Regions from separate parts of the Triticum aestivum genome. Here region 1 is linked to region 2. The links are chromatin contacts, called in public Hi-C maps. All regions are on one chromosome and are shown on one strand. The core of a region is the stretch at or near the end of the contact, and the rest is flanking DNA. Distances in the headings are between cores, read along the strand shown.

Evidence for each region. A called contact is a pair of places that touch in the nucleus more often than the background predicts.
Region 1: a contact with region 2 is called in a Hi-C map of leaf, with 7 times the contacts expected there. The contact joins the promoter of LOC123051530 here to the promoter of LOC123051528 in region 2. A contact is called at or near these places in 3 of 5 Hi-C or Micro-C datasets (all in leaf).

Annotation. Positions count from the first base shown.
Region 1 is chr2D:57,357,049-57,363,916 of IWGSC CS RefSeq v2.1, reverse strand. It overlaps LOC123051530, which reads right to left and starts at 2,900. Exons shown (of 6, transcript XM_044474422.1): 1 at 1,897-2,900; 2 at 1,589-1,768; 3 at 612-755; 4 at 258-434; 5 at 1-99. The coding sequence starts at 2,703.
Region 2 is chr2D:57,166,757-57,173,816 of IWGSC CS RefSeq v2.1, reverse strand. LOC123051528 (probable apyrase 2) reads left to right here and starts at 1,425. Exons shown (of 9, transcript XM_044474421.1): 1 at 1,425-2,197; 2 at 2,284-2,412; 3 at 2,489-2,545; 4 at 2,731-2,823; 5 at 3,790-3,995; 6 at 4,586-4,680; 7 at 5,182-5,396; 8 at 5,506-5,695; 9 at 5,784-6,258. The coding sequence starts at 1,886. The coding sequence ends at 5,896.

The DNA.
Region 1 (6,868 bases), core at 1,651-4,150, 190 kb before region 2:
ACCATAAGACTGCTCATAAACTTCTACTTGCTGAGTAGGATAGGAGGAAGACGAGAATATGCTTGCCATGCCTCCATATTCACCAGATTCGAAAGCATGCTGCTAGCCAAAACAATGAGTTAACAAAGAACAGATATATTTGCTGTACTCTGAACAATCAGTCAATAATCTGTCAATATGACAGTTATATAAACAAACAGGATCTTATATCAGTGTTGTATCAGTAGCATCTCAAATGTGACAGGAGTACATCTTACATTATCGTACTGAGGAGTCACCTCTTCTGCGGAGTCCTGGTAGTATCCCAAATTCATCGACCAAGAAGGTTGATAAGCTTCAACTGGGCTGTCAGGTACATATGCATAGGGCTGTATCTCACATGACTGTGTCGATATCTCCGAATTATCAATATGGTTGGTATATGTTGAGAAATTCTATATAAGGATCAAAAAGATTATCTAGTTAGCGATTATGAGAATATAGAGAAACATATTATATTTTCATGGAGACAAATGTAGTCAGCCTGGATAGGCAAATGCATGTATAGCAACTACTGATGTATCAACACAAAACTGAAAGCGCTAAGTAATTGACATTGATAGCTAACAAACCTCGTGGTACTCCAACTTGTGAGAATAAAATGTTTCCGGAGGCTCAACCTGAACATGCAGTGGTTGTTCACCAGAGTGTTGATTGTAACAATAAATAGGTTGAGATGAAAATGTGCTTTCTATGCCATAACTGGGCAAAACCTCCTGCGTTGAAATTGAGATGGGGTTTAGATGTGAAGATAACAAGCAGTCAAGCAGGATAGGGTGTAAGTCATAAGTAACTAATCATTGATTGGGTAGCCTACTGTAGTTACTGGAGCATCTCTCTCGAACATATAAAAAATCTTCTTGATTTGTTTTGTGTCTTGCCTACTGTAGCTACATTCAGGCAGAGCAAATATATATGCAGATGTGTAGTTAGAAAACACTTATGTGCCTGTAGCTACCTCATTCAGTGAAAGATTAAAGAAACAGTACATATTGCCACATTAAACAAACAAATTGTACAACTTTAGAGTGTCCGTTCACTAAAGCTTTGATTGTAGCAATATATAGGTTGAGCTGAGATAGTACTCTCTGCACCATAACAGGACGCTTGTGTGAAACTGAGATGGGGTTTAGATGTGAACATAACAAGCAGGGAATGGATTGTCTACTCTAGTTACTGAAGCATCTAGTTACTGAAGTAGGGACTGAATCATGGACTGGATTGTCTACTCTAGTTACTGAAGCATCTTTCAGACATACAACTCATTGATTCGTTTTGCATTTCTAGTCTAAGGTTGCTCTTTATAAAGGTCAAATTAATCACTGGGCAGAGCAAGTCAATATGCTGATGGTACTTACACAACACTGGTGCTCCTATGGCGGACCCATTGACTGACAGAGCAAACAAAGATTAAAACATACCAGCACGACTAAGTTATTAATTAAAACATAACACATAATTGCGCAATGTACAGGCTGACAACTAGTCACTCACTGCTCACTAGCCAGTTGAGTGACTGACACTTGGATCATTCAGAGCTGAGAAATACCTGATACCGAGGTTCCTCCTCTCTGTAAACATCATGGTAGCTTTGATTGGGAAACCAAGTAGGTTCATCCGAAACAACATTAACACTGTAAGACTGTTCGTAGGATGTGTCATACGAGCCATACGTAGAATGGGCATATGCATACGTATCCTCTTTTGCATTGTCGTACGAAGATAGCCACTGTCTCCGAGTGCAAAACAATGAAGGAATCGGTCAATATAATACTGACAGAGGAAGATAATACTAGTATGCCAAGTGAGTATACTAAAGCAAGATAAACTGAAGAATGACGCGGTGCATTTCCTCACATTGCTCTGATCGTGCGTCTCGCCGGCGTCGTGCCACTGCACATTCCCAATTGCCGGCACCTCCGCATGGTCGTGCCACTGCACATTCCCAATGGCCGGCACCTCGCCGTGGTCATGCCACTGCGCATTCCCAGTCGCGGGCACCTCGCCAGCGTCGTGCCACTGCACACTCCCAATTGCCGGCGGCGGCACCTCGACGACCACGGCGTCCTCCACTCCCCCCTTCTTGTTGGCGTACACGGGGACCCCGTGGCAGTCGGTCCCGATCCGGCGCTCCCCGTACCCGTCGGCGTGGCCGAAGAGGAAGTCCAGCCCGCGCATGCACTGCCTCCAGTAGTCGCGCGGCCCGCCTCGCGAGTGGCAGCAATGCGACCCCGCCGCCAGGTACGGCCAGCGCCGGAACACCTCCGGCGTGGGGTACACCGGCGGCCACCGCGGCGCGTCCCCGTAGTCGTGCGGCTTGGGCCAGTAGAACGGCTCCGCGACCGGCACCGGCATCGGCACCGGAACGGGCGAAAAGGGCGGTGTCCTCGCCGGCTCTGGCGATGGGGCCGGCCGAGGCTTCGCGGGCGAAGACGGTGCCGGCTGCGGCGTGGCGGGTGCAGCAACGGGCGCGGGCGCGGGCGGCCGCGGAGAGGAGCGCGCGGGGGCGCCGGCGGGGGAGGAGACGGGGTAGCACGTGGAGGTGGAGGGCGGGAGCGGGGCGCCGTAGGTGGCGGAGATGTCGTAGCCGCCGCCGTAGGGGTGCGGGTTGTACTCGTAGAACTCGTCGTCGTCGATCTGGCCATCGTCGTCGGCGGCCGCCATGGAAGAGCGGTGGTTACGGATGGCTGTGGCGTGGGGTGGAGAGTGCCAGACTGGGGTGTGAGCGAGGAGGCGAAGTGGGAGCAGACGAGTGCATGTGCGGGGTGGGGGGCAGCTGGTGGCTTGTTAGTTTCGGGTGATCGCGACGGCGAAGCGGTGGAGGCGGCGTTTGGAAGCCACCGCACGGTTGGGACGGGAGGAAGATGCCGCCGTAGCATTATTGCGCACCGAGTTCGAGGGCGTGCGATCAGAGTGGGACAGTGGGTGAGGTGAGAGTGGTAGTAGGCGTATTTTTTGGCTGTTTGGCACCGGGATCAAAGTCAGGGATAGGTATCGGCCAGTGGGCCTGTGATACCCATTTCCTGATTTCAAAATCATCAGAATGCCTATTTTTACATTTCCAAAATTCTGAAAAAAATGCAGACATACATGGAGGCATAATGTGCATGTGTTTAAATTTTCAGAACAAAATACATTGAAATGAAGGCTGTGAAAAAAAAACAAATCTGGGCCTTTTTCACACATGATGCTATTCATCCTCAAAGTCCAGAATTTTGTCTCTTTTGTACAGGTCGCATTTCAAGATACTGCATCTTGAATTTTTGCGCACGCATACATTTTTTTCTTGTATACTTGCATATTTTCTTCAGATCTTTTTGAATCCAGGAAGTTTGAATTTTGCATTTAAAAAAAATAAAGGGCTCCATGGAGCTCGGTCACCAACAGGCCCTACTCATTTTTAGCCCTTTTCTCTCGAGCAGCATGGGAGAAAAGCTATATGGATTGTCTAAAAAAACCTATATGGTAATGAAGATTCATACGATAAAACACCCAAATGATAAGTGTCACACGTGTGGCATAAAGCGCTCCCGCCTTGACGTTTTTTAAACTAAAGTTGTCATCCGAAAATAAAAAAACCAAAAAATAACTGAAACTTGTCATCCGAAAAAAAAGTTGCCATGCTTGACAACTAAAATTGTCATCCCCGCATCCAACTTGCCATCATAACGTTCGGAGTTGCCACGTGCTCGTGCCACAGGTGTGGCACTTATCAGGTTTCTAAAACAAACCATAGGGTTGAATGGAAATTTCTGAAGAACACAATGTTGAGGGCAACTTATTATAGCATGTGTGACCTCTAATTAATTACATGACAAGGTTCACTCGACAGAAAACAGACATTATAAACCCAATAACATGTTGTGGCGGGGTCCCTTAGAGCATCTATAGTCGGGCACCCCAAACCGGCCTCAAACGCCCGGGCGGCCCGTCCGGTTACTGACCGGTCATGAAAACCTGACCCAGACGGGCACCTCAAACGGGCCTCAAACGCCCGGGCTGACTGGCACCCCTCATATCAGCGGATATGAGGGCCTCCGGGCGCGTCTGCCACGTCAGGCCGGCCCACCCCGACCCCGCAATGTTGGAGATATGCCCTAGAGGCAATCGTGTATGATGATATTTCCTATGTGTTTATGAATAAAGATGGTCCTTGGATGTAATCAATGATACTTGTTGGCAAGTATGTGACTTGTCCATGAGATCTTGTGTTGTATGATACATCCCAAATTGTCCCTAGTTGCAAGTGACGTGTGGGCACACGTCGGACTAGACTAGCATATGACACGGTGGATGGCTTGGTCTCACTAGCCATGGAGCATTGGATGCTAACCGAATAATATTGACTCGGAAGGATCTGGTCGGATTCGACGTAGTCGGATCCGAGTCGAGATAAGGTCCGAGTTGGACAGACCCAACTATGAGACGCAGCGACATGTCATCTGTGAGTCTCTAGTACAACATACGTTCTATGTCCTATGACCTGAGCTGGCGTATGTACTCGGGATGGTGATAGACTTGCTTTGGGCTGACCAAATGCTACTCCGTGATTGGGTAGTTACAAAGGTAGGTTTCGGGCTTGTCCAGACCCATGCTGCGAGACATGGTCGAGCAAGATGGGATTTGCCCCTCCGATCAGGAGAGATATACTCTGGGCCCCTCATGTGATCCGACCAGGAGAAGCATGGCCATGCGACAAGGATTATGAGATAATCCGGATAGTGGTCGGCATCACTGGAACGAGAAAGAGGTCGGGCTAGCACAAGGATGACAATCTCGCCTTGAGCCCAACAACATATATCGTGTGGCAAAGGGAACAGAAGTGTGACATGTTGTACAGGTTCGCCTAACCAGCTTCATAGTCTGCTTGGTGTTCGGCATGCCTTGCTAGAGGCTGCTGCCAACCGTGCAGTTTGGTGGTGATCCGAACTGCGACCAAGCCGGCTTGTCGCGCGCTTAAGGGAAGGAACCTACGAGGTCGGATCCGAGGACACTGGTCGGATGTGATCCGAGCTGTATTCGGATTGTGGCCAAGTAGACTTGTGGGCTTTAGGATCTGTGCGAGGCCCAAGAGTTGAGCCCGCGACAGATGCCTATATATAGTGGAGGTGCGACATACTTATTCGATTGATCGCTTCGGCGTTGTCACTAGGATTTGCATGTGTTGCGAATAGATACCTCCACTCGCCGCCGGTTGTGTGATCGGACCTAGCAGTCCGCGCACGATGTTCCTCATGCACGTGCGGATACCGTTAGAGGCGGTGCACTTGCGCCGCTCCGGTGAACCTGTACGAGGGATCCGACTACCGGCTGTTCGAGGGAGATCGGACGAGAAGGAGACGATCCACGCGGACGCGCTGCCCCAACTCTTCTTCCGCTGCATGGCACTGCGTGTCTAGTGGTAACAATCTGTGATCCATTCCCGTAGCATGTTCCTGGATGTTCTGCGCGTAGAAAATTTTAATTTGCAGTCGACGCACCCTACCATAGAACCCAATAGTGGTATCGGAGCCTCTGCTATAGGATTTGGATTCAGATCGTATGCATATTAGATATGTGAAGGCGGCAGATGAGATCTGTTGTCGTTGATGAGATCTGCTGTGTGCACGGTTGATGAGATCAACTGCACATGGGGATCGATGTGGCTATGTTTTCTGTCAATCAGAATCGATGAGGTCGTGACACAACCTACCCCTACCGGTCGGTATCCGCCATCGGGGTTAACAGTGAAACGTAAATTGGAATCGGACTCGCGATGATCGATGAGATCGGTCAGATCAGAAAATTCGGCGTGATCGGAGTTCAGATGCGATCTGTTATTTCCGAAAACGTTGGGCGCTACCCCTTCGAACCCCGCCCGCTAACCGGCTAGCGGGACCGCCATGTGCGTAGCGCCTTGTATTTCGTACACGATCACTCAAACCGGTAGAATGCGATTCTATGCATAACTTTATTTTGCAGGGTTTGATGTGAATAGTATGGCTCATATGTATGTGATGCATGTGTGTAATTTATACATGGCCTGCATGTCATGTTTGTCAGCCGACAGGAGCCAAAGTACTGTCATTATAATGTATAACGACCTGCGTGTCGACTTGTGATTCTCTGTAAAATTCATCACTAGTTGTAGTAGTTGGATTATAGAGATCAGGTTGGTGGCTTGGCGTCCCGGCGTGACAAACAAGATGGAGTTCCTAGTCGGTCATCGGAGTCGGAGCTGACCTGGAAGAACGTCCAAGGAGGAGCCATACTATTCACAATATATGTTTATTTGTGATTGTTATGCTTCTTGTTTTCTATGCATGTTACAATGGTAGAAAGATCCCTCGTTAATATCAAGCAATTTGCCATTCCCGATGTTGCACCTTCGCACGTCAAGTACGTCTAGTAGTGGGCTCATAAAATTGGGGTGCTGCTGGGTGTCCTTGAACTGAAGGGTTCGTGTCGGACACGGACATGCACTGCATCAGGTTAACTTGACAAGGCTATCAAAACGGTTTTGGGCCTTGTGGCAAAGAAGGCTGGGAGCCGGGGTATAATATACCTACCCGACCGACAGAAGTCGTATAGAGATACGATTAGCAAGGAGTTGCTTACCGGATAGGTAAGTTGGCTAGCAGTGATGCTAAAGCTCACTAGTCGCATGCACTAGTCGGATCCTGAATCACTGAGAGTCTGCGGAGGGATGCTGACTTCAGTGGGAGTATTTCTATTTAGGCTTGAATTACTCTACATAAACACATTGCTTAGTGATTGTATATTTTCTGTTGTAGATCAATGGCACCACCTGCTCAACCGAACTTTGCATTGAAATCAATTCTGGAAAAGG
Region 2 (7,060 bases), core at 176-2,675:
AATTAGCTGATTCCTGTAGTGTAGCACCCTAAATAGTATTTAAAAAAAACTTAATAGATAAAATAACATCGTATTTAGATCCTATAGATTTTGTAATCAAATTCCATATACATGTTAACTTTGGAGTTACGGTTTTAAAGATATGGATCTTTTTTTAAGAATTTGATATGGACTGTGAGTTGATTATCCCAAATATCAGGGGGTTTACTACAAAATCAAAAATCTGACTTAGAATTGAACTGCGAGTTGATTAGAAAAACATAAGGGGTTTTTCTGCAAAAGCGAAAATCCGATTTAAGCCTGGATTGCGGGTTGAATATCAGAAAGATCAAGGGATTTTCTGTAAAACATGTAGTACTTGGGAAAGAATAGTCCTTCCTTTATTAATAGGTATAGAAAGATGCCTCTGAAAAAATCATCGTTACGGGAATTGTTTTGTATTCCCTTGTACTAAATCAGTGACAATTAATATGTATAGGAGAGAGTAATTTTTGTTCATGATCAAAAACACCGTATTTGCTGTGTTTTTTCAATTCAAGTAAAAAGGTTGTAGGTGACTGAGAAAAAAAATGTGTGCACTGAGTGGGCTTCCCCAATGGTAAAATGGATTGCTACTAGAGCACGCGTCTGGCATCGTATCCCTTCGCATGTGCTCCTTGCGACTCGGATGATCAGAGATTCCTAAATCATGTCCTTGTTGCCACATTTTGTCTCATTTTTTGTGGCCTTATGCAATGGAGGTGCGATGGATCTCGACCCTTGGCAGTGGGATGGGTCCTACTCCGTTTTAGGTGTCTCTTTGTCTCGGTTTAGGTTTTGCGTCCTACTTGCGTCAACGGCTTCTTGAAGATGGAATGAGGTTCTCCTTGCCTGGCCCCATCCCGGTGGTACTTCTAGCATCGTCTGAGGGCATTTGGAGGTGTGTCTCTAGCTGATCTCCGAAGATTCGGCCGGCTTTTGTCTTCAGTGAATCTACTTGGATTCGGTCCTCGTTCATCTGCATCCATGTGTCTGCAGGCTGGATACTTTTGAGCTTCTCTTCATCGATGATGACTTTCTCACTGTTACCATAACAAGATTTGTCCGGCATCGGTAAGGGATGACGATGGCTGTACTCCTTTGACTCGTTTCAGTGCCTATATTAGTCGGTAATGGTCTATGGACTTGTTACTTTTATTTTATTGTTTGTATATTGCCGTGACTATGGATGAATCCATTGAAAGTTTTTTTTTTATGTTTAACTGGATCGCTGAATGCATCAACACGTCGACACGCTCTCTGGTTGGCGCGTACACGGTCAATTACCTGCACCAACCAATCACGGTCCGGCGCACCCGTGGACCAGCACCGTGAGAAATTACCGAGCACCGCAGCTCCGGTGGCGTCCGGCCAACTCCGCACACGCGCGCGGACGAGGCCAACCCCGACCCAACCGCACCGGCACGGGCACGGCGAACCCGCACAAGCAACCCCCACCCCCTCCCCCGCCGCGGCCGCTACAAAGCGCCGTCCTTTCCGCACGCCACCGCCACCTCCCTCCCGCCTCCGTCGCGCGCGTGCCCGGCGGCAGCACAGCAGCCAGAGACCACCGCGCCACGTCCCGAGGCGCACGCATTTCCCCAGCGCGCGCCCGGATCCCGAAGTCAAACCCACCGACGCGCGCCCGCCTAAAACTCCACCCCCGAGGCTCGCGCAGATCGGCCCTCCATCCCTCGCCTCCTCCACGCCCACGCCGACGCGCGCGGAGCGGAGCGGACGGACGGGAGCGCTGGATCCCGCGGAGGATCTAGAGGCGGTCAAGCAGCCGTCGCCCCCCGGCCCCGGGGGCCGCATCCGCTACCGCACGCCCTCCTCGCCCGACCTCCTTCTCCTGCCCGCCGACAAGATGCGCCGCTACTCGCAGCTGCCGGGCGCCGGCCGCCAGGACACGCTCGCCGACCGCGTGCACCGCTACCGCGGGGTGCTGCTCGTCGTGCTCGCGCCGCTCGCCCTCGTCTCGCTCGTGCTCCTGCTCATGCCGCGCGCGCCCGCGGGGGCCGCCCAGAGGCCCCTCGGAGGAGGGGCCGGGGCCGCCGGGGCTAAGAAGTACGCCGTCATATTCGACGCCGGCAGCTCCGGCAGCCGCGTCCACGTCTTCTGCTTCGACGGCAACCTGGATCTGGTCCACATTGGCACCGACATCGAGCTCTTCGTCCAGGTAAGGCGACCACCCGTTCGTCCATCGGATCTGGATCTGGTCTCGGTTATTGTCGGCTGAATTCCGTTCCCCTTCCGCCCTGGCAGAAAAAGCCTGGACTTAGCGCGTACGCCCAGGACCCGCGCGAGGCTGCTCAATCGCTCGTCTCCCTCATTGAGAAGGCCAAGGAAGTGGTTCCGGCTGAATTGCGCGACCAGACGCCTGTCAGAGTTGGGGTGAGTAGTTTGTTCACACTAATTGATTTTGCAATCGGTGCTTGTTGATGTTCTTAGTTTCCTTGTTCATTCACAGGCCACAGCAGGGCTAAGAGCGTTGGGAGCAGGAAAATCCGAAGAGATCTTGCAAGCGGTAAATGCTCTTCTATCATATCATCATCATCATTGTCTGTCTTCTATCATATCATCATCATCATTGTCTGCATTGCGGGTTGTTATGTTTTTTTTGTTTTGTTTCAGTGTGGTTTTTGTTACGTTATTACCAATTTGCCATGATTGATTGTGTACCTGGGTGTTAATGTATCCACAAACATGCAGGTTAGGGATCTTCTTCGTGAAAAGAGTTCATTTAAGAACCAGCCGGATTGGGTCACAGTTCTTGATGGAACTCAGGAAGGTGCATATGAATGGGTAGGATGCTGGCCTTACTTATCACATATGCTTGTGTTTCATGTTATTCTAAGGCTCTTGAGTAAAAAAAAAAATTATCACTGCATGTATTTCATTTTTTAGAAGACTACATGCCATTTTCCTTAAGTTATGAACTGATATTTGGTGGTTTACTAGTAAGGTACACGTGCATTGCACGTCAGAACTTACATAGCCAAAGTACGATTGCATATTGACATATCACATAACACAAGCAACTATATAAATTTATAGTCACATATGCATCATGTATGAGATGTAGATTTGATTCTTGTAGTTCATGGCACTGACAAATAAATATAAATCATTTTATGAAGATACTGTCATAGCCTTGTACAAGAAGTAAATAAAGCAAAAGTGAATGTAAATTATTTCAGAGCTATTTTACATTGCTATGCTACTGTAGCAATGGAATTTTTTTTTGGGTGTGTTTTCTTTAATGAAGTGATAAGGTTTGTGCACAATTATGCATTTGATATTCATAAAGTAAAAAAGCAATAGCAATTCATTTAGAAGGAAAAAGTGGGCAGTGTTAAAGTATGGAAGATTCTAGAGCAAAGGAGAAACATAGTGATTTGAGGTTTGTGCATAGGGTGCATTGTGCTTAAGCTTAGTAATGGAATATTCTAGATAGCACGCATGCATGGCAAAATCTTGTGTAGTGAATAAGATATCCAATGACCAACAATGCTTGGATTCGCCAACTTTCCACCGTTGGATTGGCTTCATCCAACAGCCAATATTCAAAGTTATTAGTGTTGTAGATATAGATATATAAAATTGTATGTAAGTAGAGTTCAAGGTAACCACCGACCAGGCCTAGTAGAGGTCAGATCGTGCGCCAAGTAGAGTGTTTAGGAATTATTCATAAGCTTTGCTGCTGTGTTTACCTTCTAGTGCAGGGATATATACCATATATCTCCCATTCACTCTTCTATATTCTTACAGGTCACCATTAATTATCTGTTGGGAAATCTGGGAAAGACGTACGCAGACACAGTTGGTGTGGTTGACCTTGGCGGTGGATCTGTCCAAATGGCGTATGCTATCCCAGAGAAGGATGCTGAAAAGGCTCCTAAACCAGCAGATGGTGAAGAATCATACGTGAAGAAGCTTTTCCTTAAAGGGACAACATATCATCTTTATGTCCACAGGTTGATATTATAACTTCTGTTAGCTTTTTGCTGTTCCTCCTGTTTAGCTGAATTATTGTTCTGGTAATTTGTGAACCCTCTGCCGATGTTTCTAAGCATAACATGAATTAACAATTATCAAAAACTATTTAAGCACCTGGTGGTGGTACTGTCCTGCACATCTTGTTTATGTCTAATTGGATTGATGAGTCATAAATCACTGAAAGAAGAAAAAATGTGTAACTATGTAAGAAACAATCATGTCACTGCAATACATTAATGACATAAAATAATTCATAATGGGAGTGTGAGAAATTTCATGATGATCCCAATTTAAATGTGTAAAAATCCATCAGTAAAAACAGCTGAGTAATCTCAAGAAAAGCATGACTTTATTTAACACTGTTTCAAGGTAACTGCATTGTAGACAAACATATTGCCATCGGTTCAACCAATACCTAATCTGAACTGACTTTAGTCATGCGTCGACTTGTGCTCTGCGGGGTAATAAGTTTTTGGTGTATCACTAATGGAAGTGACATCACATGATTATTCTCGTCCAAGGTATCATGAGTTTAAATCATGAATATAACTGTGAACTTTTGTTGCAGTTATTTGCGCTACGGATTGCTGGCTGCTAGAGCAGAGATCTTAAAAGCTGGCAATGCGAATGGTTACAGCAACTGTGTATTGGCTGGACATCAGGGTATGACTGCTTTCTTCTGCCTTACTGTTCTAGCAGCAACTGTGTATTGTCTTTTTCATCTGCATCTTAAAAGTCTAGGTTAGTTCCCAGCCCATTCAGTGAAGTTTGTTCCCCAAAGAAGTCAGCTTTGCTATCTTGTGAAACAAACTCAGGCTTACAGTAGGACGAATTCCTCAAATTTGTTTTGTGTACATTACCATTCTCTACAGGACAAGCCATCTTATTTGTTCTGCTTGTTAGTCTTTGCCGCTTATCATCCTTTCTGTTAAAAGTACTTGTATTACCATGTACTCCCTCCGTCCCATAATACAAGAGCGTTTTTGACACTAGTGTAGTGTCAAAAACGCTCTTATATTATGGGACGGAGGGAATATTACTTACTTTGTATTATGTCCATAAAAGCCCATAGCCAATACAAACCACGAGCAGACTATGACCTGACATGCTTGTTTTCATTGTGCTGATCATAGGACTCTATTCTAATGGCATTTATGATTTTAGGGCAATACAAGTATGGTGGCAATACATTTGAAGCATCGGCTGCACCTTCTGGCAGTAGTTTTTCGGAATGCAGGGCTGATGTGGTGAAAGCTCTTAAAGTAGATGAGGCATGCACTCACATGAAATGTTCCTTTGGTGGCATTTGGAATGGTGGTGGTGGTGCTGGCCAGAAGAATCTCTTTGTAGCGTCGTTTTTCTTTGACAGGGCTGCTGAGGTAATTTATGGAACTTCTGATTCTAGCACTGTCCTCCTTTTGAAGATAAATTTCACCTTGCTACTCTTTCTCATAATGCACTTCTAAGCATTCCGTAATTCCTGTTCAGGCTGGTTTCATTAACTCCAATGCGGCTGTTGCCAAGGTCAAACCCTCAGACTTTGAGGAAGCTGCCAAGCGTGCTTGTAAATTGAACGTGAATGACGCCCAATCTAGCTACCCTGGTGTCCAGAAGGATAACGTTCCATACATTTGCATGGATCTTGTTTACCAGTACACACTGCTCGTGGATGGATTTGGTAAGAGGCTCAGCGCAAAGTAAAAATGTCCATAATCGTGTACAACTATCGCAGATATATCTAATGCTTTCCGCTTTCCATCTTGCAGGTGTTGATCCCCAACAAGAGATGACATTGGTAAAGAAGGTTCCTTACAGCGACGCGCTTGTGGAAGCAGCGTGGCCACTTGGAAGTGCCATCGAGGTTGCATCATCATCATAGGCAGCGCCAGTGTAGCAACAGAAACATCAACGTGGGAGCATGGACATGGCCACCGTAGAAGTTTTGGATTCTGGGGGTTTCGACTTGAGCCGGTTCTGTCTGTGCTTCCCCCCTGAAGTCGCCATTTTGTCACCCGGTCAGTCCAGTTCGTCCAGCCCCCCTCCCATACAGTATAGGTTCATACGCAAGGACATGAGGATTACGGCACCAATTGTACTGCAGCCAGACGCCATTGGAAGGCGCATTATTATTTTTGTACTGATGATGAGAGTAGGCGAGAGCATTCCATTCTTTCTGACTTCCACTTGAAATGGGCATAAACACATTGTTCACTTACCGTAAATGCATTCTTCGTTGCCATATTTTAAGCTCTACATTGTGTGATTGTCTGCCGAGTACGTGGCCTCAGGGCGTTCAGATCGGCATTACACCAAAACTCGAGATCATTCATCAGTTAGCCTAATCGAATTAGGTTCCTCTTAATGAGGTCGGAGTCCGACTGCATATACAACCTGTATCAGCCCATCCTCGTAATAGGGTGCACGGTTACCAACAAAAGGATGCAACAAACATGGATGATCGTGCACATGTGCCAGCATGGACTTCAAAGTGTAACAGAGGATGCAACGAAAGAAGAATCAACAAAATGATGGGAGTACGTTTCGGTCTGCAAGTGCCGGGCGAAGAATCGCATGTGCCACAATACAGTGTGGATCAAGATATTTTCTTTGGAGACCAATGTGGATCAATCAAGATCCTAAAAAGAAGAGCAGAGCATGTGAATAGTTATCACATTTGAGGCCGATGATTTAAGCCCAAAATCAAATCAGCGTTAGGGACAACAGCAAATGGGTCTATCCTCAGTCAACCAATAGGCGAAAGCGGCCTAGCGCAGCCTAAGTTCCCCCTTTCTTCCAATCGATTGATTTATCCCCTTCACAAGAACGTTGGTGAAATATCAAAACAAAATCGAAAGATAGCGTGCTACAAAGCCGCGTGCGGACAATTTTTTTTTTGACGAAATGTAGCAGCGCTACTTTTCATTCATTAAGAAGAGGAACCGGCAGAGCCGGGAAATTACAAGGGAAAACAAGGATGAGAGGAAAAGATTACACCAGTTATTAACACAATTAAAGGAAAAAGAAAGGGTCAAGCCGACAAGGC